6 separate regions of the Mus musculus genome follow, and regions 2, 3, 4, 5 and 6 are each linked to region 1. Evidence: chromatin contacts called from public Hi-C, HiChIP or PLAC-seq and promoter capture Hi-C data. All regions are on one chromosome and are shown on one strand. Each heading gives the region's core, a stretch centred on a gene start, on an enhancer-like site or on the middle of the called end of the contact. The rest is flanking DNA. Distances are from core to core; before and after follow the strand shown.

Region 1 (3,008 bases), core at 70-2,569:
AGGCATTTTAGCCCACTGATGCAAATACAACTGCTTCTGGCGAACTGAATATACTCAAAGTTCAGGTGAAGTCAACTCACAGCCTCTAGGAGGAAACAGGTTCTTTAAAAAAAGGCTGACGCTGCGGCTTCGGCTCCCGAGCTTTTGCAACATTTGCGTTTACGACCTGTCGATCTATCACGTGAAGCAAAAGGGCAAATCTAAACAGCACTACTGGGGCCATTCACAACCTCACGCAAGCAGAGCAGGCAAACTGGCAAGAGGGGCCTTCGCCTAACTTTCTTTCAGTGAATGAAGACAACCAACCCAGCAAACGCAAATATACCAGCATCCAGACCAAAATAAATAACTGGGGATTTCTGTCACCTCCTCTTCATCTTTAATTTTTCTTAACGTCATCCACAGAAATAGGGTTTGTTTGCCTAGGAACACCGCAGACACTCGCAGCCCAAGAGGCAAGGGTGGCCACGTACTTTCCTGGGCCTGCCTCACAAGCGCCCCCCCCCCCCCCCAACCAATGACTCGATTGTTTCGCCCCGTGTGTGCCTCCATTACACCGTTTAAGCCGGAGCACGTGATCTAGGAGCGCAAACTTGCTACACTTTACACACTTCCCTGAGCCGGGCCACACTTGAATCTAAACAATTCCCAAAGGAGAACCGAACGTGCCCGATGCTGGATGACAGTCGCTCAGGTCTCGCCCTGGGGAGAGCCAGTTCCTACCCCTGCTGGCTGACAGCAGCTTACCCATTTGTCCAAGGGGACCTGGGCAAGGGACCCGGTGCCCTGGTACAGATCCAGGCTCAGCTGCTCCAGGCTCAGCTTCTCCTGCAGGAAGTGGCCCAGGTACCTCTGTAGGAGGTAGCGACAGGCCCTCTTCTTGATGGATTCTGAAAATGGCCAAGGCATGGTGAGGGCTGGCGGCTCGAGGGAGCCGGGGCTGCACGCGGCGGCGACTCGGGGGATCCGACCTGGGCTCCAGGCAGCGGCAGCGCCTCAGGGTCGGCCCGGCGGCGTCCCCAAGCCGCGGTGGGGATCTAGGTTCGCGGTGGCCGCTGCATGTCGGTTCGGCGCCGCCGTCCCTCAGGGCAACCCCATGGCCCGCGTCGCGACGCTCGCACTAGGCCCGGCGGGGACTGGGCGCTGAGCAGAACCGGGCGCCCCAAGCCGGGAGCTTCCGAAGCGCTCCGTCGGTAGGGAGACAGAGGGACAGACAGAGAGGGCTGGCGGCTGAGGCGAGACAAGACTCCGACGCGGCGCGACTAATTTGTTGTCATCTACTGGGCGCGCTCCCGCCTGAGACACGCTCCTGGCGCGTTCGCGAGACCCAGACTCCCGGCACGTACTCGAGCAACGGGCACAAGCGGAAGTGACGCCATATTGCGGGGCTGGAAAGGCAGGAAAAAAAGAGTCCGGGCCGGAGCATTTCCGGTGGTGAATGGGCGGGGCAACTGCGGGGGCGGGGGTGGTGCCGGCGCCGCGATCCTGGCCCCAGCAGTCTCCGGACGAGGAAGGATAAGAACATGGGCGCTCGCAGGTGAGTGGGCGGGCTGGCTGCGGCCCGTGGAGCCTCACCTTGCAGTCGCGGCCGGGTGGTGGGCGCCGGCGGACGCCCGGACTAGGGCTGACGGAGGTCTGGGGGCGGGTCCGGCCTGGGCTGTCCTGCGGGAAGTGATGCGGGGATGCAGGGCGAGGACTGGAGACCCGGCGTTTCTGTCCGGGTTCTGACCGATGCCTATTGTCATCAGGTTGCCCCCCCCCCCACCCCCTTGCCGGCTTTGTTTGCAAAGCATCTAGTAGTTTGCCGTTTGCAGAGCGCCACGCCGACGACCAGGAAACTTGGGATCGGGGCGATTGCGGGCAGTACGGTTTCCTCTGTTAAATCCTGGCGCTTCCCGACCCGCTGAGGGGCTGCTGCCTCCTGGAAGACTTTGTGCTCTCCGCAGGCTCTGCGCAGCCCGATTTTTATCTTTTAGGGAGACAGTCTGTGAAGAGGCGCAGCTGGCTCCTTAGGAGGGCAGCCCCTAAAGGCCCGGAAGTCTGCTGTCCTGGGTTAGATTCCTGACACTTGACACTGGGCCACCTTGAACCTATGCTACCCTCTCTGAGCCTACATTGCCACCTCAGCCAGGTGTGAGCAGATTAATATCATAAACTCGAAAATTGAGGCAAATGAAATGACGTGTGCCGGGAAGGAACCTAAACCGAGTCCTGGATTGAGGAGACCGAATTAAGGAATTCTGGCCCGTGAATGGGGCATCCTCAAAATGGGTTCTTTTGGTTTAGTTGGATTGGGTTTTGAGACAGTCTCTCACTGGGTAGGTAGTTGAGGTTGACTTTGAACTTATGTGGCCCAGACTGCCCTAGAAATTAGGGTCTCCCAAATGCTGAAATGTCAGGCTTGCACCACCACACACCATTCGGAGTCTTTATGTGCTTTGTAAGAAAGGGCCTCTTATTTTTAAAAGATGATATTTTAGTTGGAGACTTGGAGGTAGAAAGATACATGAACGTCTGAGTTATTTTTCAGATAAGAACACCACCTGCAAGGCTTACCACATGCGTAATGCTTGGTAAGTACCAGGAATTTGAGGAGGGAAGACAGGAAGGAGTGTAGCCATCGCAAGGAATGATGGAACTTTTGCTCTGGGTGAAATAAAAAGAAATGCTACATAATCTGGCCTAAGACTGCTAACTACAGTGTTGCTAATAGTGGAATGTTGGGCTTAGAAGACCAAAGGTGAAAACAGCCAGGGCAGTGCTGAAGGACAGAGCAGTAATCCAAATTCTGTGGTTTGGCCTGGAGGAAAGCCCTGAAGACTAGAACCGGTTGGGTCTAGGCATATTTTGACACTAATAAGACATGCTTACCCGGCATCAGGTACACAGTTTTATCCCAGCACTAGAGAAACAGATGCAGATGGCTCTCTCCTTAAGTTGAAGGCCAGCCTGGTCTACATGGGGAGACCCTGGCTCAAAGAGACTCTGAACCTTACAAGTAAATAATG
Region 2 (3,137 bases), core at 97-2,596, 2.3 Mb before region 1:
TGCTTCCATTTCCCCACAATCTTGATGCCCTTCCTCTGGAACGTGCCACGGCTTGCCAACTTTGGCTTTGAGTTTGTCTCCTTCACCTTCATGGTTGCTGAAAAGAAATGTTCTTCTGGGTTAGTGACTGTGGGGTACAGGCTCTAGGGCAACACACGCTTTCCTAAAACGTACTAGACCCTGCAAACAGCCAAGGACACAGAGATGGCTTAACTTACATAGAGGAGATGCTCAAATCCAGAAAATGAAACACACCCACAGAATAGGTAGTTTGGCTTGGAGCAGAGGGGACACAGGCAGTAAAGGACACATGAGCTATCTCTGGTTAGGATCCTAGCTCCAACACTTACTTTGTATGCAACCCCCACCCACCCACCTCCTCTCAGAATTTAGTGTTACAATCTTTCTAAATGAGAAGGGTGTGATAATATCTAATAATAACTAATTTTACACTGTACACAAAATAAGTATCAAAAGAGGCTTGATAAGCCATTTTGAACACGGAGTAAGAATCTGAGATACGGCGTGCTTTTTTCCCTGGTAGAACAAGACAAGTGCCATTTCCATCATCTTGGCCTTGGCCAGATAGGTTGAAACACGTCAAGTCCTAGGTTCCACCCCCCCTAGCACTGCGTAAAACCGTACATAGCCGGTATCCTGCCCTCAGGAATGGAGATGGAAGATCAGGAGCTCAAAGCCAGCCTTGGCTACACAAGACCCTGTCTTTAAAGTCTGAGTATGCACGACTCATCTGTGTGGAAGTGGCGCTACATGGGTCCTCTCTAAATGAAAAGGGACATTGTGGAGAGAGTAAGGCAAAACTCGATTCAAATCTGGATCCTGCTCGGTGTTTGCTGCACATCTCTGTGCCTCAGTCTCCTTATCTACAAATTGAGGATAATGAGATATTTATCGCACTGGGTCCTCATCTGAATACGAAATAGTGACGCACGTCAAAAACCGCTTAACATGGCGTCTGTGAGGATGGCATGGGACGCACGGCGACCCCCCGACCCCCGCCGCACCTCGGCCCCACCTTGACAAGGTGAAGGGAACGTCACTAGAAATAGGGCGCGGGGGAGTGACCTGTGCCTTCTGCCAGAGTCCCACGAGGGCTTCAAGGGAGGTTGCCGGGCCTTGATGCCCACAGCAAAGCATGAGCCACCGGCAACCAAGGTTGTGGGGACACCGGTGAGCCACGATGCTTCGAAGACACCGGGGAGCCCCTCCGCAGCCGGCCAGGGCCTGCTCCGCTCCGAACCCACAAAGAGCACTCACCGCCGCAGTCACCTCACACGCCGGGCCGTTTGCGCCAACCCGACCCGGAACTGCAGCAGCTTCAGTACTGCAGTTCCGGGGCGGAGCTCCGGGCACGCGTGCGCGCTAAGGAAGGAAGTTCCGCCTCTGTGCGGAAGCGTCTATCTGATTGGCACTCTCTCAGGACTTTGGCTGGAACTCGGAGGACTGAGCTGGGGGGCGGGCCCTGTGTGGCCTAGGTTACGCTTCCTGTTTATGGTTTAGGCAATGTTTCGGAGCTCCTTCCTGGACGCTAGGGAGCGCAAGCGCCCGGGTAATCGCTGTCTGGTTTGTGTGCAGTAGCTGTCCCACATGCATGAGTAACTGACTACCTGGAGCCTTAAAACATTTCCTTACCTAATTTATAAACCACCTAACCCTGGGTTGAAAGAGCCATGTTCTCCAGTTCGTAGTGCCTTTCCTACTGCACAGAGCTGGTCACGATACATTTGCCTGTTTAGTTTGATTGTTTTTTGATGTTTGTGCTGGAGATTTAAACTAGTCTTAGAGGCTGTATAGATGGCTCAGAGGTTAAGAGCACTGACTGCTCTTCCAGAGGTCCTGAGTTCAATTCCCAGCAACCACATGGTGGCTCACAACCATCTATAATAGGATCCAATGTATTCTTCTAGTGTGTCTGAAGACAGCTGCAATGTACTCATATAAATTAAAAAAATAAATAAACTAGTCTTCCATGCATATGGAAGCACGCTTCCCACTGAGCCATCTCCGAAGACCTGAAAATGTATTCTTTTATATCTTAACTTAGATCAGTTTTTTTTTTTCCGTGTCAGCATTATGAGATACACACCTAACACTGAATTAGATAACAGAGTGTTGTCATTGGCAAGGGACTTTCACCAAGACGCCAAAAGGATAGACAAGAGCAAAAAGAGATGCATGAAATTTTTATGAAAACAAAAATGCTTCCGCACACCACCCTGAATAGAGAGGGGAAAAAAGGCGGGCTGGAGAGTTGGCTCAGTGGTTACAAGCACAGACTGCTCTTCCGAGGGATCTGTGTTCAGTTCCCAGCACCCATATAGCAACTCACAACCATCCATAATTCCTGACCAGAGGATCTGATGCCCCCTTCTGGCCTCAGTGGGTGCTGCAAACACGTGGTGCACAGACATACACCTAAAAACGTAAAAGAGATATCTTGTTAAAAAGAATAAAGGAGGGGCTGGTGAGATGGCTCAGCAGGTAGCGCACTGACTGCTCATCCTAAGGTCCTGAGTTCAAATTCAAGCAGCCACATGGTGGCCCACAAACACTGGTAATGAGATCTGACGCCTGCTTCTGGCATGTCTGAAGACAGCCACAGTGTACTTATTTATAATAATAAACCTTTGGGAGGGAGCAAGCAAAGCAAGGGGAGTTGACCAGAGCAAGCAGGAGTCCTAAAAAAAATTCAATTCCTAACAACCACATGAAAGCTCACAAACAATTGTACAGCTAAGTGTACTCATATACATGAAATAAAATAAATCTTTTTTAAAAAAGAGTAAAGGAAATCCTACAAACTACACATCTGAATGTGGTTAATAAAGCAGGAAATACAGAATTCAGAAACTCAATTGTAAAAGGATATGCTTACAAAATGGGCAATAAACCAAAATAAGCATTTCTTAAAAGGTACAAGAAAAAAATGCTCAGGGAGCCACTAGTCAATTGGATAATGCAAACTAGAGCCACAGGTAGACATGGCCTCACTGCAGTGAGAATGTTACAGGGAACAAAGCCTGGCTCATTGTTGTGGGCTATAACTAAGTACAGCCATCATGGAAATTCCTGAAGAATGAAGAACTAGAATGACCATCTGCTCAGAAGGTATGTGA
Region 3 (3,383 bases), core at 266-2,765, 2.3 Mb after region 1:
GCAAGATTACAACCTGCCTGAGGTCTCGATGGCACCCAGAGGAAATTTTATTTCTATTGCAATAAAAAATTTAATAAATAAAAAGCAACCGCGACCAAAAAAAAAAAAAAAACCCGCGGGGGAGAGACTCGCGCAGGCTGCGGCCGGGGCTTCCCAGAGCTCTGCAAGCCGACCTCGCCGGTGGCAGCGCGGGTACCCGGCTGGCTCTGGGAGAACTGTGTACCTGCGCGGCTCGCGCTGGCGTTTTCTTTTCTAAATGAACCCAGCTGGGGCGGTGGAAGCTGCTGAGAGTCTGCCCTGCTGCCTGACTTTGCAAGCCCCTCCACTTGCTTGAAATCCGGCGGATTTGCACCGCGACCTGCCTTGTTTATTTAGATGGGAAGATGAAAGATACAGAGATAGAAAGATGGATAAGAGGATGATAGGTATTTTCTCCCCTTCCTTTTTCTTTCTCTTCATTTTTACTGTTATAAGAGCATCCCTTTTTTTTCCCCACTCATGACTTTTTTGTTAACTCGTGGCGGGGATTTTTTTTTCACCAACCCAAAACCTCCCCCCCACACCTTTTTTTTTTTTTTGAGTTGGGGGGGGAAAGAAGACAAGACCGTCCCAGGAGACGGAGGTGGGGAAATGAGGAGGGGGTGCTCCAGCACAGCAAACAGCTGCGCAGCTGGATTCTTTTGCAAATAGCGAGAGGAGGGGAGGGGACGGCGGCTTCGGAATCCTAGCAGCGGCGCGGTCGGCGCCCAGCCTGGCGGGGCGCAGCGACCGGGAACCCGAAGCCCGCGGCCATCCCTTTCCCCTGCGGGTCCCTGGGTCCAGGGCGCTCTCGGGGCTCCGTCCGCCCGCTCCTCCGAGCGCGGACCCACGCGCTCGCCAACTTTTCCCGGCTCCCCCTCCCCCTCCACTCCTCGGCCCCCTCCCCCTCCTCTCCAAACCCCGCCACCAGCGCCGCCGCCGCCACACACGCCGCTTGGAGGGCCGAGCGTCCGGCCGGGCTCGGCGCGCACAGCCGCCTGCAAGCCCGCGCGCCCCCTCCCCGGCCCGGAGCCCGCGGCGGCTGCCCCCGGCTGCAGAGAAACTTTCCCAGAACCCCACGCTCGGCCGCTGCTCCCGGGTTGGTGTCCCCAGCCCCGGGCGCCCGGAGCCCCAGCCGCCGGCCCTTCGCGCGTGCGGCAGACACTTACGCGTGATGAGTTCCCTCTGGGACAAGTGCTGCGGGTTGCCCTGTTTGCGGCGGGACATTGCCCCGGCATCTATTCTGGCATCGCCCGGAAAGCTGCACAGATGCGGGCCGGGGAGGGGGTCTGAGCCGCCGCCGCCGCCGCGCCTCCTCCTCCGCCCGGGTTGGTGCCTCTGCCCTTCCTCTCTTCCTCTTCCTCCTCCTCTTCTTCTTCTTCGTCTTTATTTTGCTCTTTCTTCTGGGCTGTGTTTTTGTTTTTGTTTTTGCAAAAAGAAAGAAGAAAAAGCCAGGAAGATGGCTTGCTCTAAAATAGAGAAAAGGCTAAAATAAATTATAAAACTGCTGTTGCTCGCCGCTGGCTGGCCGGTTTCTTTAAAAATATATTCTTTTGGAGGAAAAATATCTCTCACACTTCTTCAAAGTGCTTGGCCTCTTAGACTTGTAAATGTCTTCTTGAAGTTACGCCGGGTTTTGCACCGGCCTCTGACACTTTTCTTTCGGGGTCTGGTAGGTGGAACGCGCACTTCCACCCAAGGGGAGGGGGGAGGAAAAAATGCAAACAAATTTCAAAAAAGCCAAAAAAAAAAAAAAGGCAAAGAAAACTTGGGGACTTGTCTCGTACCCCCTCACCCCGCCCCCTCAAAAACCCAAAAGCAATGAAAAGCTGCCTTGGTTCGGCTCTTTCTGGGTTTTCTGCGCGCTGCCTGCTTTTTTTCTTTCTCGGAGGCTGACCCCTCCGAGGCTCTGGGGGACTCCGGGAGCGGCTCCTTCCCGGGTCACCTGGCAGGCTGGCGCCGGCCGGAGGGGCTGCGGGTCCCCGCGTGCGCTCCCCAGCGCTGCCCGGCGCCGCGGGCCCAGGGGGAGCGGGGCTGCGGGGCGGCTCGCCCAGTGCGCCCGGGTCGGTGCGGGCGTGGACGGGAGCTATAGATTGCAACGTGAAGATGGCGGAGTCCGGGTTCTCCGGGAGCTCTCGGTCTCTCTGTGGCTGGGGCTGCCTCTGTACAATGGGATAAAATTCAAGTTCAAGTGCGGACGTGACGTTTAATCTGCTCTAGAGACAAAAAGACCCAGAGAGTCGGAGCACTGGGGGCGACTAGCGGTGGCTTTTTAACATTGTACCCTGTAAGAGAACAAGAAAGCACACACCGAGACACGCGCGCGCGCACTCACACACACTCGCCAGTGCGCACACCCGCAACCCAGGCCGGCCGGCCACACGTGCAAACTACTGTTTTTGTAAGCTGGTCTTATCACCGAGCACCGGTAGCGCAAAAGAGGGTGGGGGGGGATAAATAAAATAAAATCTTGTCCCCACTCACTCTTCCTCCCCCGGGAGCCGGACTCCCTGAGAAAGGGGGCGGAGTGCTGTGTGAGTAACTGAGGTACACTGAGTCCAAGCAAGTCCAAACCCACCCACTCGAGAAAGAGGGCTGGAAACCACGGGCTGGGGGAGACTGAGGCGACAGATAAAATTGTTTTCCTTCACTCTCTAGAAAAGTAGTTACAGTTGGTTTTACTTATTTGGAGAGGGGAGCATTTTGTAGAAACTTCCAAAAAAGTGTCTCCATATAAACCGTTGGGGGTTGGTCGTCTCAAACAACAAAATTAATGATACTGAGGGGCACAGTGGGGGGGGGCACATTTTGTTTGAATCCCATTCCAGAAGGGTTCTTCGCCCTTCTGGGCCCCATTAACTCCTAGGGGTCAAGCACTGCCCCGCCCCCACACCCTAGTCTCCTTGGGAAGCACGCGCTAGAGGGACGGGTTGGGGGGCACTCCACGTGGGAGAAGTCTGGGACTCACAGACCCAGAAGTGGGCGTGGTCAGCGCTGGGAAAGGAGGGTGCCTCGTAGCGGCGACCCCCCCCCCAATTCCCTCCGTGAAATCTCTGCAACCTGGAAGTCGTCCCCCTCCTCCATCGCCCGGGATCGGACTTGAAATTGCTTGTCCGACCAGGAAGGACAGAGCCGCCTTTTCAACCGTTTGATCTCCAGCCGGCCAGGACAAGGGGAGTTGTGGGGGCCTGCCCGTGGCCCGGGGACAAGGCCAGGCTGCAGTCCCGAATGCACCGCCCCCTCCCGGCGCTCTCCTCCTGGAGACCAGCTGGGTCTACTGGATAACCTGGCCTCCCGCGCTGGGCGCGCCAGTAGGCTGGACCCCTCTCCCTTCCCCGGCGGCCAGGGCGGGTCGGGGCCTGGCT
Region 4 (3,414 bases), core at 445-2,944, 2.2 Mb before region 1:
TCTGGGTTATATGGGGAAGAGCCTCTGGGGGGAAGGGCAGGCAGCCCCTGGGCTGGGGAGTTCAGGGTAGAGGGCAGAGTGTGCTAGCCATACCCTCTAACAGGCAGGGAATGAGGGATGCTAGGAGAACCTGGAGACCAGGTCCGATTGGATGTATCAAATAGGCACCTTGGCCCTTTGTCCTGGCTTTGAGAGCTAATGGTTTGTTTCATGAAGAAGCCAGAGGAAGCTATCCAGTGTCTTGCCCTGCTTTTCTCCGTCATGGTAGGGTCTCTCATGGAAGTGGAAGGCAGATTGCAAGCTCTTGGGGTCCTTTTGTCTTCAGCCCCCACGTGTGGGGGTTACAGGCTCATGCTGGCTTTTTAAAAATTATTATTATTAAATGTGGGTGCTAGGATCTGAATTCATTTCTTTAGAACTGCCCAGCAAGTGTTCTTACTCTTTGAGACATCATGTGTGTGGTGTGTGTGTGTGCATGCCTGTAAGATGGAGTGAGTGTGGAGGTCATTGGACAACTTGTAAGACTCAGTCCCTTCTTTCACTGTGTCCAATGGATGGAACTGAGTGTCAGGTGTGGCACTTTTACCTATGTAAATGGCTGTGCACGTCTGCGTATTGTCAGGCGGTCAAAAGAGGGCCCTGGAATTGGACTTTCAGGGGTTTACTAGTCCCTACAGTAGCGCTAGGTATAGAAACTGTGTCTTCTGGAAGAGGAGCCAGTGTTTTTAACAACTGGGTCATCTCTCCAACCCTTCCCTGTCTTATTTTGACTAGAACCAAATGTAAGCGAGTTGAATCAATGTGCTCCCCTAGAGCAAGAGCAAGGTAGTGCTCCACCGAGGTCTTACACATCTCTTTCTACCCACTGTGCTAAGCACTACCTCCCAGTTCTCTAAGAAGAGCTGCACTCATCATGGCCCAAGTTTTATCCGAAAGGGCTGGCTGTAACCTCTCTTAGTAAATCCTTATTGATTTTTCAGGATTCAGTATAGGTCTTTTTTTTTTTTTTTTTTTTTTTTAAAGAAGGCATTTTGGGACATTTTCCTTCTTCCAACGTCAGGACTGCAGAACTGTATTCGCATATACCTGTCTCCTATCCTCAGGCACACACTAGGCACTAAACCAGCTTGATTTGGCCACTCGAGGGTCCCTAGGCCGGGAGTTGAGTTAGCAGGGGCTTGTCTACACCAGAAGCAGGCCAGCAGAGCAGCCACCAAATAACCAGAAAGTCACTCTCACAGGTGCAGAGGAGCCCAGCACACTGCACACTTCCCCCGCTTCACTCTCATTGGCTCAGCCTGCCCGCGCCCATTTCCCGCCCCCGGCCCGCCTCCTGGCCGCCTGGGGACGCGGAGAGCTCTGCGCACGCGCCGAGGGGCGGGGCTCGCCCCATAAGGGTGGGGCGGGGGCCCAGGGAGCCGGACCAGGGAGCGTCGTTGCGCGGCAGTTGCGTCCTACCTCGCGCGCAGACCCCGGGCGGGGGCGGGGCCGAGGCGGCCGCTGAGGCGGCTCCCTGTTCTGGTCCCGCCCCCTCCACCCGCCCCGCCCCCTCCACCCGCCCCGCCCCCTCGGTGCGCTGCTCTCCGGCTCCCGCCGCGCTCGTGTTCTCGTCGCCTGCGGCCTCTTGCTCTGCTTCCCCGCGGCCGAGAGCGGGACCAGAGAGTCCTTCTGGTGGGCGGCGCGGGGCTGCGCGCGTCCGGCATCCCGGGGCCGCTCGGGCGGGCCGGCGAGGGAGCCCCTCGGCGGTCCATGCATCCGCCGCCGCCCGACGCCGGCGTCGCGATGGATTTCGGGCAGAACAGCCTGTTTGGCTACATGGAGGACCTGCAGGAGCTCACCATCATCGAGAGGCCGGTCCGCCGGAGCCTCAAGGTGCGCGGGACCGAGAGACGCTCCCCTCAGGGCTGCCCGCCGTCCGACTGCCCCTCGGCGCTCCAGCGCCAGTCGCCCTGTCACCGCAGCCGCTTCAGAGCTTCATTCCCTGCCGCAGCCAAGGGTCGGCCTGTCCCTGACCCCTGACTGGAACCAGTCCCTTACCCTGGCTAGAGCTAGCCCTGCCTCCTGACTGAGGCTAGTCCCTTCCTCTGACTGGAGCCGGCTGGGTCCCTTGACTACGGCCAGCCCAGTCTCCGAACTGAAATCAACCTGCCCCTGACTAACTGGAATCAGCCGGGCCCCCCCGACTTGGTCCCCCGACTGCGGCCAGCCCTGCGCCCCACCCGGCTCCGGCCTCCCCCAGGAACGGCCAAGCCGCTGTTCTCGGGGCCAGCCTCCGCAGCCAGCTCCTCAGCCCGTGGTGCTGTCCCAGGTTCTGGTCGCTGGCCCATCCTGGGTTTCACACAGCCCTAGTTCCATCTCTCGCCCGGACGTCTCAGGTCCCATCCTTTCACGGTCCTACCCCCACCTCTGCATAAGATCAAGCTTGGGTCTCCCCGTGCAGCATGGCCTCCTTCACCTTCCAAGGAGAGGCACCCTTCCCAGAGTCGCCCTAGTTTAGGGTTTGAAAGCTTCTCCTCAACCCTTGCCTCCCATCCTGAGTCACCATGCATCCTTTTCCTCCCAGGTCCTCCAGGACTGTAGGCGGGACCCTGCTCCCCAGCCCCCTTGAGGGGAGTCAACCTTCTGTTTCCCCCCCTACCTCGCTCCCCAACCCCGCAGAGTCATCTTTCCAGCCTTGTGGGGTTTCAACCCTCATCCTCACAGATGACAAACCTAGTTTATGGGCCCCTTCCCTACCCTTCTTGCCAGTTCTTCATTACCTTTCTAGAGCCTTTGATTTTCTTTCCGTCTGAGTTCATTCGGTTCCCAACAGGAGCTACAAAGCTTGTCCTTTCTGTTTTATTCAACTCCCCTTTAAAGCATTTCCCAGTGTGGAAAATGTTGTAGCGGCTTGGGGTACTGCGTTGAAGACAAAAAAATATGTGAATATATAGGTAAATATGTTCACATGTGGTATGTATGTGTAATGAAGTTGATTCCATTGAGGTCCTACAGTCTATAAGGCAGAAGAGTACAGATAGTCCCCCCTCTCAGCACTCAACTGGAGATCTGTGTTTAATATGGTGTAGAACAATCCTCAGATTCCAGATTAGTTGTCATTGCTATAATTGTGAATTTTTACCAATAGGGTCTTCAAGGGTCTTTGGGAGCCAACAGTGACCAAATGTTTGTGTGCCTAATTTGCATTTTATCCTTGACAGACACCAGAAGAAATAGAAAGACTGACTGTTGATGAAGATCTCAGTGATATTGACAGGGCTGTTTATCTGCTCAGGTAGGTCTCACTCTTTCTTGCAAATTGCTGCCCTTTGCCTGTTGGGCAAACATGAGCTGTTTCTGAAATGTCATGTCTCAGTTGCTGAGGGTGTTCAGACGGACTGTTCCCCTTGAACAGGGTACTTTTTTGCATGCATC
Region 5 (3,077 bases), core at 450-2,949, 2.4 Mb after region 1:
AACAGGACTTGCCCTCTTCCCTTACAGAACTGGCCACAGGAAGACGCTTCCTGTCTTCACTCAGCCAGCCACCAGGCAGCCCTGCACTTGTGCCCAGAGCCTAGCACACACACCTGCCATACACAGGCTCCAGAGCAAAGCAGGTAAACCATAGTGGCCGAGGAACAGAGCAGGGCAAGGGGCGAAAGGAGTCAGCAGAGAACAGAAAGAAAGAGCCATAGAGAGAGACAGAAAGATGAAAGGTTTTCTTCAATAAATTCCTACTTGTAAGAGAATAAAAAGCAAAGTGGCCCATTGAGCCTGTGGTCCAGTGAGACAAGAAATGACTGTGAGAGCTGGGGCTGGGGCTCAGACCATACAAACGCAGTCGCCGCAGTCTCTCACAGTGCTCTAAGATTGGAGTTTTCAGTCTTCAGTATGAAGAGACACCCAGCTTCTATTAGAGGCAGGCAGGGAAGAGCAAGGGTTGCTTCTGCTTGTCCTGGAGAGAGCTGGCAGGGGAATAAGGAGCCAAGGAGAATATGCACTCAGAAGCTCAGCAGCCCCCAGCCTCAACCCCAGGAAGAGATCTTTACCAGGCCATTGGTATGATTGCACATGTCCCATAAAGGAATCAGAGCCAAGGTCACCCGGGAACCATCCTCTGTAGGAATTTGGTTTTGCCGTGTCATAACTGATGAGACGGCCCACCTGTTACAAAAAAATAAAATAAAATAAAATAAACAAATTAAGAGTAAATTTGTGGAAAAGCCACCCCCACAAGAACACACTCAATTAGGAAATTGAGGTTGTGAGTGGCTGCCAGTTTTCAGGCTTTTTTGTACCATTTAGAACTAAAGGCAGAATTGAGAGGAGGAGGGGGCAGAATGGCAGGAAAGGAAGCCTGCACACAGCCCACCGAGTATGCAAAGGAACTAGGAGAAGCAGGGGTCTCAACCTACGTGGTGATGAAACTGCTCTCTCCAAAGCCAGCTCCCCCTCACCCAAACGCTGACTTCAGCGGTAGGCAGGGCTCTGAGCCTCACTGACCGACCAGTGGGTGCTGCTTCTCCTCTCTAACAGACCCCTCCACGGTGTGGACGAGGCATGGAACACGGCACTTTTATTACATAGCACAGTCCGTTAGCTCTATGTTCCAAAGAATCCCTGCTTCACACTAATGTTAATCTACTTAAAAGAGAAAAAGTCCTTTAGCAACACTTAACACTAATGTTAAGCCCAAACGCCCCTTGGCTACCTCAGGCAAGCTACTGGCATTACAGGTTCACAGCGGTTTCTTGGCAGCTGTCAAAACGCCAGTGCTTATCGAAGCCGCTCACCCTGGCTTTTGAGACCGCCCTATTTCAACACTGTAAGTGGTCGCAGCAGGCCACTTGCTGCCGAGCTGCCCTCACTTCCAGATCCTCAGAAACCACCCGCAACACAGCGCCCTCACAAACCTGTAGTCCTCGTAAGTGAAAGACTCCTTCAAGGGCAGTTTGTTGGCATGAGGATGGGTCTGGGAATCAACGGTTTTAGGAAGCAGAGGTGGGGGGGAAAAAAGGGAGAAAACAGAAATCAGTCAACAGAATTTCATTATTTAGCTGCTAACAGATCCTAACAAGAGCCAAATGAAGCAGGAGGCGTCCAGCCGCGCAACTGAGGGATCAGTGTGCTATTGTGCCCTCATACATCACTGTCAACTTAATTTGTTGTGCCCAGCGGCCGCCATAAATCTGCTCCTTCACACTTCCATCCGGAACCCACAGACACCACACAAGACAGTGTAAGGTGGACTGCTGCACAAAGGCAGGCACACCCTCTGCTACGAGTACGAGCTCTGAGGGAACATGGAGCCTGCAAAGCCAATAGGGAGGCTTGCCTCTCCCGGGGTCTCATGCTCTGCTAGATTTTATTCTCTTTGTATGTCACAAGAAGCAACACTTACAAACCCTCTAGTACGTTGGAAATACTCTCACATTCTCTAATAACACTTGATGACAATCGACTTAGGTGCAAATGAATTATTTACACAGTAAATGTGGATCAAACACAGGAAATCAAGCAAAGTCAAGTCTTGTGAGAGAATGAAGTAAATTATACAAGTAAGATAAAGATAACACAGACAATCATTAAATTACTTTTTTCTCTAAACAAAAGAACATTTGATAAAATATCCAAAACTTTACACATGGAAGAAAATTTTATAGCTTCACATTCCCTTTTTATAATGCCCTACCCCTTAGACCTGTAAGCACTTAAAACTCTGTCTCAATTAAGGAATTAAAGCTGTAACAGTGTGATTTTAACCTTAAGTTTCAGTTACAGTCTGAGACAGATTGCAGTTAAGTGATCAGATTAACAAACGGTTGTTTCTGAGCTGGAGACCAGATCTGCGGAAGCTGATCGTGTGCCTGCTAGTGTGGCTCCACGCAGCAGTTTTAACTCCAGGTACGGCACGGCAAGTGCACTGCAATTCATCACCGCTCCCTGTACTGTGCTGGCTGGTACTGTGCGCAGGGCAGTAGGGAATGAGGCAGAAGTGGCTCAAACCGTAAATCACTCAGAAAAACAAAAGCTTGTCCTTGGTGCATAATCTTAGACAAATTATATATTACAAAAGGGGCTAACTGGGTGTTAGCTCCCAGGTGCCTGCTTCTCCTCTCTTTATAGCCTCATTTTAAGCCTTTGGAAGAAAAGTCAAAATGTAAAACTGTATTTACATAATCTTTAAGATGCATGTTGGGCCAGGTGTATCTGTACATACCTGTAAACACCAGCACTTGAAAGGCTAAGATGGGAGGATCAGAAATGTGAGACCTGCCTGTGCTACCTAGCTAGTACCTGCCTCAACATAAATAAATCACAATGCGATAAAATGAATATTGTACTAGCAATGTGCAATTAAATAAGAGACTTTAAGGGGACGTACAGAACATGACAGGGCACTTCCAGTCTGGTTCAGGAAATGGTATGCTAGGGGAGGTCAGCCCCGCCCCACCGGCCTGCCCTGGAGCCTGTGCTCTGAGGATTCGAGGTATGCCTTCCTCTTACTTATCACATTTAGCCAAGACAGAGTCCAGATTTCCCTTTAAACA
Region 6 (3,003 bases), core at 438-2,937, 2.2 Mb before region 1:
CCACACAGATTATTTCCATTAAGGCAGGGTCCACCTACAGCCCTCTGCCTACTGACTGTGTGCTGGCCAACCTGTTACCTCCCTCTGATCTCCAGGCTGAGGCTGACTGGGAAAGTCTCAAACCTTGAAAAACTCCCAGCCCAGAACCCCAATCAAAGAGCCACCACAGCAAAGTTAGGAACACCAGCCCATATACTTTGTTGTTTTCATCATTCTTTGACATCAGTGAGGGTTCTGAAGGTGCCTTTTGGAACTTCATCTCCTGCGTAGTCTGTACAGGCTTTGAGTTGAGCTGATAGAAGTGTCATCTCCTAAGCTCAGAGCAAGGCTCCAACAGCTGCCCCAGCAGCCCCTAGGATGGCATTTGTTGATGTGGAGAGTCCAAGGACCCCTGGGAAGGAGACAGTGCAGTGACAGGCAGTGACCTGATGCTCAGAGATGCCCACCCAATTTCTATGGGAACCTTAGGGCTTTGCTTCAGCCAGAGCTATTTAAAATGAACCAGAAGGAGAAGACAGATGCGGGCCAAGTGGAATATAGGACAGAGAGCTATCCACAGAGATGCTCTCTCTATAGCAGGACAGAGGGGTACTCATTGTAGAAAAAAACACTCAGGGAAGATTCAGAGCACAAGTAGCATGCCTCAGACTCCTCCCTACTTTAGCCATTCAGCACCTTTCACCCAAAGCCCACACACCCCCACCTAACTCAGAATAAATCAAAAAGTAGGGACAGAACTAGAAGACACAGGTCACTTAAGAAGGTGGGGCTGGAGGGAGAGGAAAGGTGTCACCATCCTTGTCTTGGACTCTGGTCATCTTGCCTGGCCTGACACTTACCTGCTGATTGGAGTGTGGCTACCAGGCTTCCTGCTGCAACTCCACCTCCATTGGCAATTGCTGCAGCAGACATCATCTTGGCTGCTATGGAGGCAGCTGCAATGCCTGTCCCAGTGAAGCCCATGGCAGCCAGGGCCACAGGTGCCCCTGCCACAGCCAGAGCTGTAGGGAGAGGAGCTGGGTGAGGTAGGCTCAGGGAAATGACCCACCCAACAATTCCCTGACTGTTTCTGGGGACTTTCTATTCTGAGGAGCATGGAAGGGGATCCCAAAGTAAAGAAGAAGGGGAGCAAGGTGGAGGCAAAGGGGTCAGTGGAGGATGTGACAGAGCCGTGGTGTTCCCAGGCTTGAGAAGAATCATCCTTCACTGGGCCTGGGGTTGTGAGGGTTAAATACAACCCTGCAGTGTTCAGCAGCTGCCGCTCCCTGTCTTCTCCACATTCATCTACTTGCTGCTCATCATATATGAGGCCTGGAGGGGCAGCTGGGCAGAAATCTTAAGCTCATTCCTAGAGTAGATTTAGCACAGCCCAGGGCCCTGCTCTGCACCCAGGCAGCTCCAGAATCCAGCAGTAGCAGGCAGCAGGAATGGTACCCATCTAAAGCACAAATGGTACCCCACCACCTCACCCTCAGGAGCAGAGACAAACCTCCTCCTATGGCAGAGCCAAACAGTGTTCCTATAGAGAGATGGATGGATAGAGAAGGTTAGAGTTTGTTGATGGCAGGGATTTCTTGGTGGCTTTGCTCAGGCATCCCCGTTCCCAGCTCACTCGGGGCAGGGGGGCTACTCACCCAACATGTTGAGTCCTCCTGGTAGCAGCAGAGCATAGGAAGAACTTAGGGAGTGGCTTATATCTGGGGAGAGAAGAAGAGGCTTGTACTGGGAACCAATAGGGACAGGGTCCGCCCCTTTGAGAGGTTTGAAAGCTAAAGGGGAAGTTTGAAAACAATCTGGGGGAGGGTTTGAAACCAGTCCTCCACCCACCTGCTTACATCTTTCCTGAACTCTGTCTCTCTTTCTCTCTCTCTCTCTCTCTCCTTCACACACACACACACACACACACACACACACACACACAGAGAGAGAGAGAGAGAGAGAGAGAGTACTAGGATGAGCAAGAAGACTACAAAGACAAAACCTGTGTTTGCTATGAAATGGAAACTAAAAAAAAATAAGAAACACCTACAGAATAAACAAACTCAGGAAGAATAATGTGGGCCCAAAAATCACCATTTCACCTGACAGAGGTTGAGAGATCATTTTGGAGCTATGGCTGGCTGACTAGCTTAGGTTACCCAAAAGGTCATGTACCCACACAGTAAAAATTTTGATAAGGTTTTTCTTATAGCAGAATGAAGACAGTCATAAATCAAGGTATATTCATACATAAAAATCCAAATATATATGTATATGTAAGACCCCTGAAGCTGGGCCTGCACTCGAGTCCCCGGGATGAGCTGGACAGCACCCCAGTGACCCACACCTGATGCAAACTGCAAGAGGTTTTATCAGCTAGCTGAGGATGAAGTCCCTCTGCCATGCAGCGCAGGGGAGTTCGACCCTGAGCACTGACAGGAGGGGGCTTTTAACAGCTAGCTGAGGAAATGGGAGGAGTTGGAAGGAGTTGGGAGGAGAGTTGGGAGGAGAGTTGGCTACAGCTCCTTTCTGGCGAGGGGGGGTGGGGGCGTGAGCTGCAGCCTCCTCTCAGGTGTCTATCAGGAAGGAATTGGGAGGAGGAGAGTTGGGAGGAGAGTTGGCTACAGCTCCTTTCTGGCGGGGGGGGGGGGGGGGGGGGAAGGGGGGGGAGGCAGTGAGCTGCAGCCTCCTCTCAGGTGTCTATCAGGAAGGAATTGGGAGGAGGAGAGTTGGGAGGAGAGCTGGGAGGAGAGTTGGCTACAGCTCCTTTCTGGTGGGGGGGGGGGGGGAAGGCAGTGAGCTGCAGCCTCCTCTCAGGTGTCTATCTCCATGTCCTTGTAGATCTTCCTACAATTATTGCATCTCTGGCTGTAAGGCACAGAAACAAAAAGGCTTTTGGCTGGCTATAGAGAACAAAGAGCTTCTTTCTGGCTGTATTTTTAGAGATCAGGGAAAACAAGCTTGGGGGAACGTCCATGGGCCTTACCTTCCAGGGAGAAACACTCTAAGTCGGGGTCACACACA

Evidence for each region. Promoter capture Hi-C pulls out the DNA fragments that hold promoters and counts their contacts. A called contact is a pair of places that touch in the nucleus more often than the background predicts. HiChIP or PLAC-seq counts read pairs in DNA pulled down with a chosen protein or histone mark.
Region 2: a Hi-C map of B cells shows a contact between it and region 1, with 6 read pairs. The contact joins the promoter of Ddx24 here to the promoter of Atg2b in region 1. A contact is called at or near these places in 2 of 39 promoter capture datasets (the C10 cell line and pre-B cells) and 1 of 484 Hi-C or Micro-C datasets (B cells).
Region 3: a contact with region 1 is called in a promoter capture Hi-C map of hippocampal neurons, with 9 times the contacts expected there. The contact joins the promoter of Bcl11b here to the promoter of Atg2b in region 1. A contact is called at or near these places in 1 of 39 promoter capture datasets (hippocampal neurons) and 6 of 115 datasets of contacts at active chromatin or transcription factors (astrocytes, embryonic forebrain, embryonic hindbrain and 3 more).
Region 4: a contact with region 1 is called in a promoter capture Hi-C map of pre-B cells, with 2.3 times the contacts expected there. The contact joins the promoter of Ppp4r4 here to the promoter of Atg2b in region 1.
Region 5: a contact with region 1 is called in an H3K4me3 HiChIP or PLAC-seq map of forebrain, with 8 times the contacts expected there. The contact joins the enhancer-like site here to the promoter of Atg2b in region 1. A contact is called at or near these places in 4 of 39 promoter capture datasets (the 3T3-L1 cell line, cranial neural crest, frontonasal cranial neural crest and 1 more) and 4 of 115 datasets of contacts at active chromatin or transcription factors (double positive thymocytes, embryonic forebrain, forebrain and 1 more).
Region 6: a Hi-C map of B cells shows a contact between it and region 1, with 5 read pairs. The contact joins the promoter of Ifi27l2a here to the promoter of Atg2b in region 1. A contact is called at or near these places in 1 of 39 promoter capture datasets (pre-B cells) and 1 of 484 Hi-C or Micro-C datasets (B cells).

What each region holds. Positions count from the first base shown.
Region 1 is chr12:105,683,922-105,686,929 of GRCm38.p6, forward strand. It overlaps Atg2b (autophagy related 2B), which reads right to left and starts at 1,320. Exons shown (of 42, transcript NM_029654.4): 1 at 748-1,320. The coding sequence starts at 909. It overlaps Gskip (GSK3B interacting protein), which reads left to right and starts at 1,431. Exons shown (of 3, transcript NM_178613.3): 1 at 1,431-1,537. The coding sequence starts at 1,524.
Region 2 is chr12:103,424,501-103,427,637 of GRCm38.p6, forward strand. It overlaps Ddx24 (DEAD box helicase 24), which reads right to left and starts at 1,347. Exons shown (of 9, transcript NM_020494.4): 1 at 1,279-1,347; 2 at 1-97. The coding sequence starts at 92.
Region 3 is chr12:108,001,899-108,005,281 of GRCm38.p6, forward strand. Bcl11b (B cell leukemia/lymphoma 11B) reads right to left here and starts at 1,516. Exons shown (of 4, transcript NM_001079883.1): 1 at 1,188-1,516. The coding sequence starts at 1,245.
Region 4 is chr12:103,530,871-103,534,284 of GRCm38.p6, forward strand. It overlaps Ppp4r4 (protein phosphatase 4, regulatory subunit 4), which reads left to right and starts at 1,695. Exons shown (of 25, transcript NM_028980.3): 1 at 1,695-1,872; 2 at 3,201-3,274. The coding sequence starts at 1,750.
Region 5 is chr12:108,117,667-108,120,743 of GRCm38.p6, forward strand. Setd3 (SET domain containing 3) reads right to left here. Exons shown (of 13, transcript NM_028262.3): 7 at 1,440-1,498; 8 at 576-690. Among named protein-coding and RNA genes, the nearest start is that of Setd3, 60 kb to the right of the region's middle. Within about 2 kb of position 1,700, at least 26 of the 459 cell types and tissues checked have an H3K27ac peak or open chromatin away from gene starts, as enhancers often do. A contact at or near this core is called in forebrain, where this site is marked.
Region 6 is chr12:103,441,993-103,444,995 of GRCm38.p6, forward strand. Ifi27l2a (interferon, alpha-inducible protein 27 like 2A) reads right to left here and starts at 1,688. Exons shown (of 4, transcript NM_029803.3): 1 at 1,635-1,688; 2 at 1,490-1,519; 3 at 840-1,001; 4 at 174-391. The coding sequence starts at 1,641. The coding sequence ends at 318.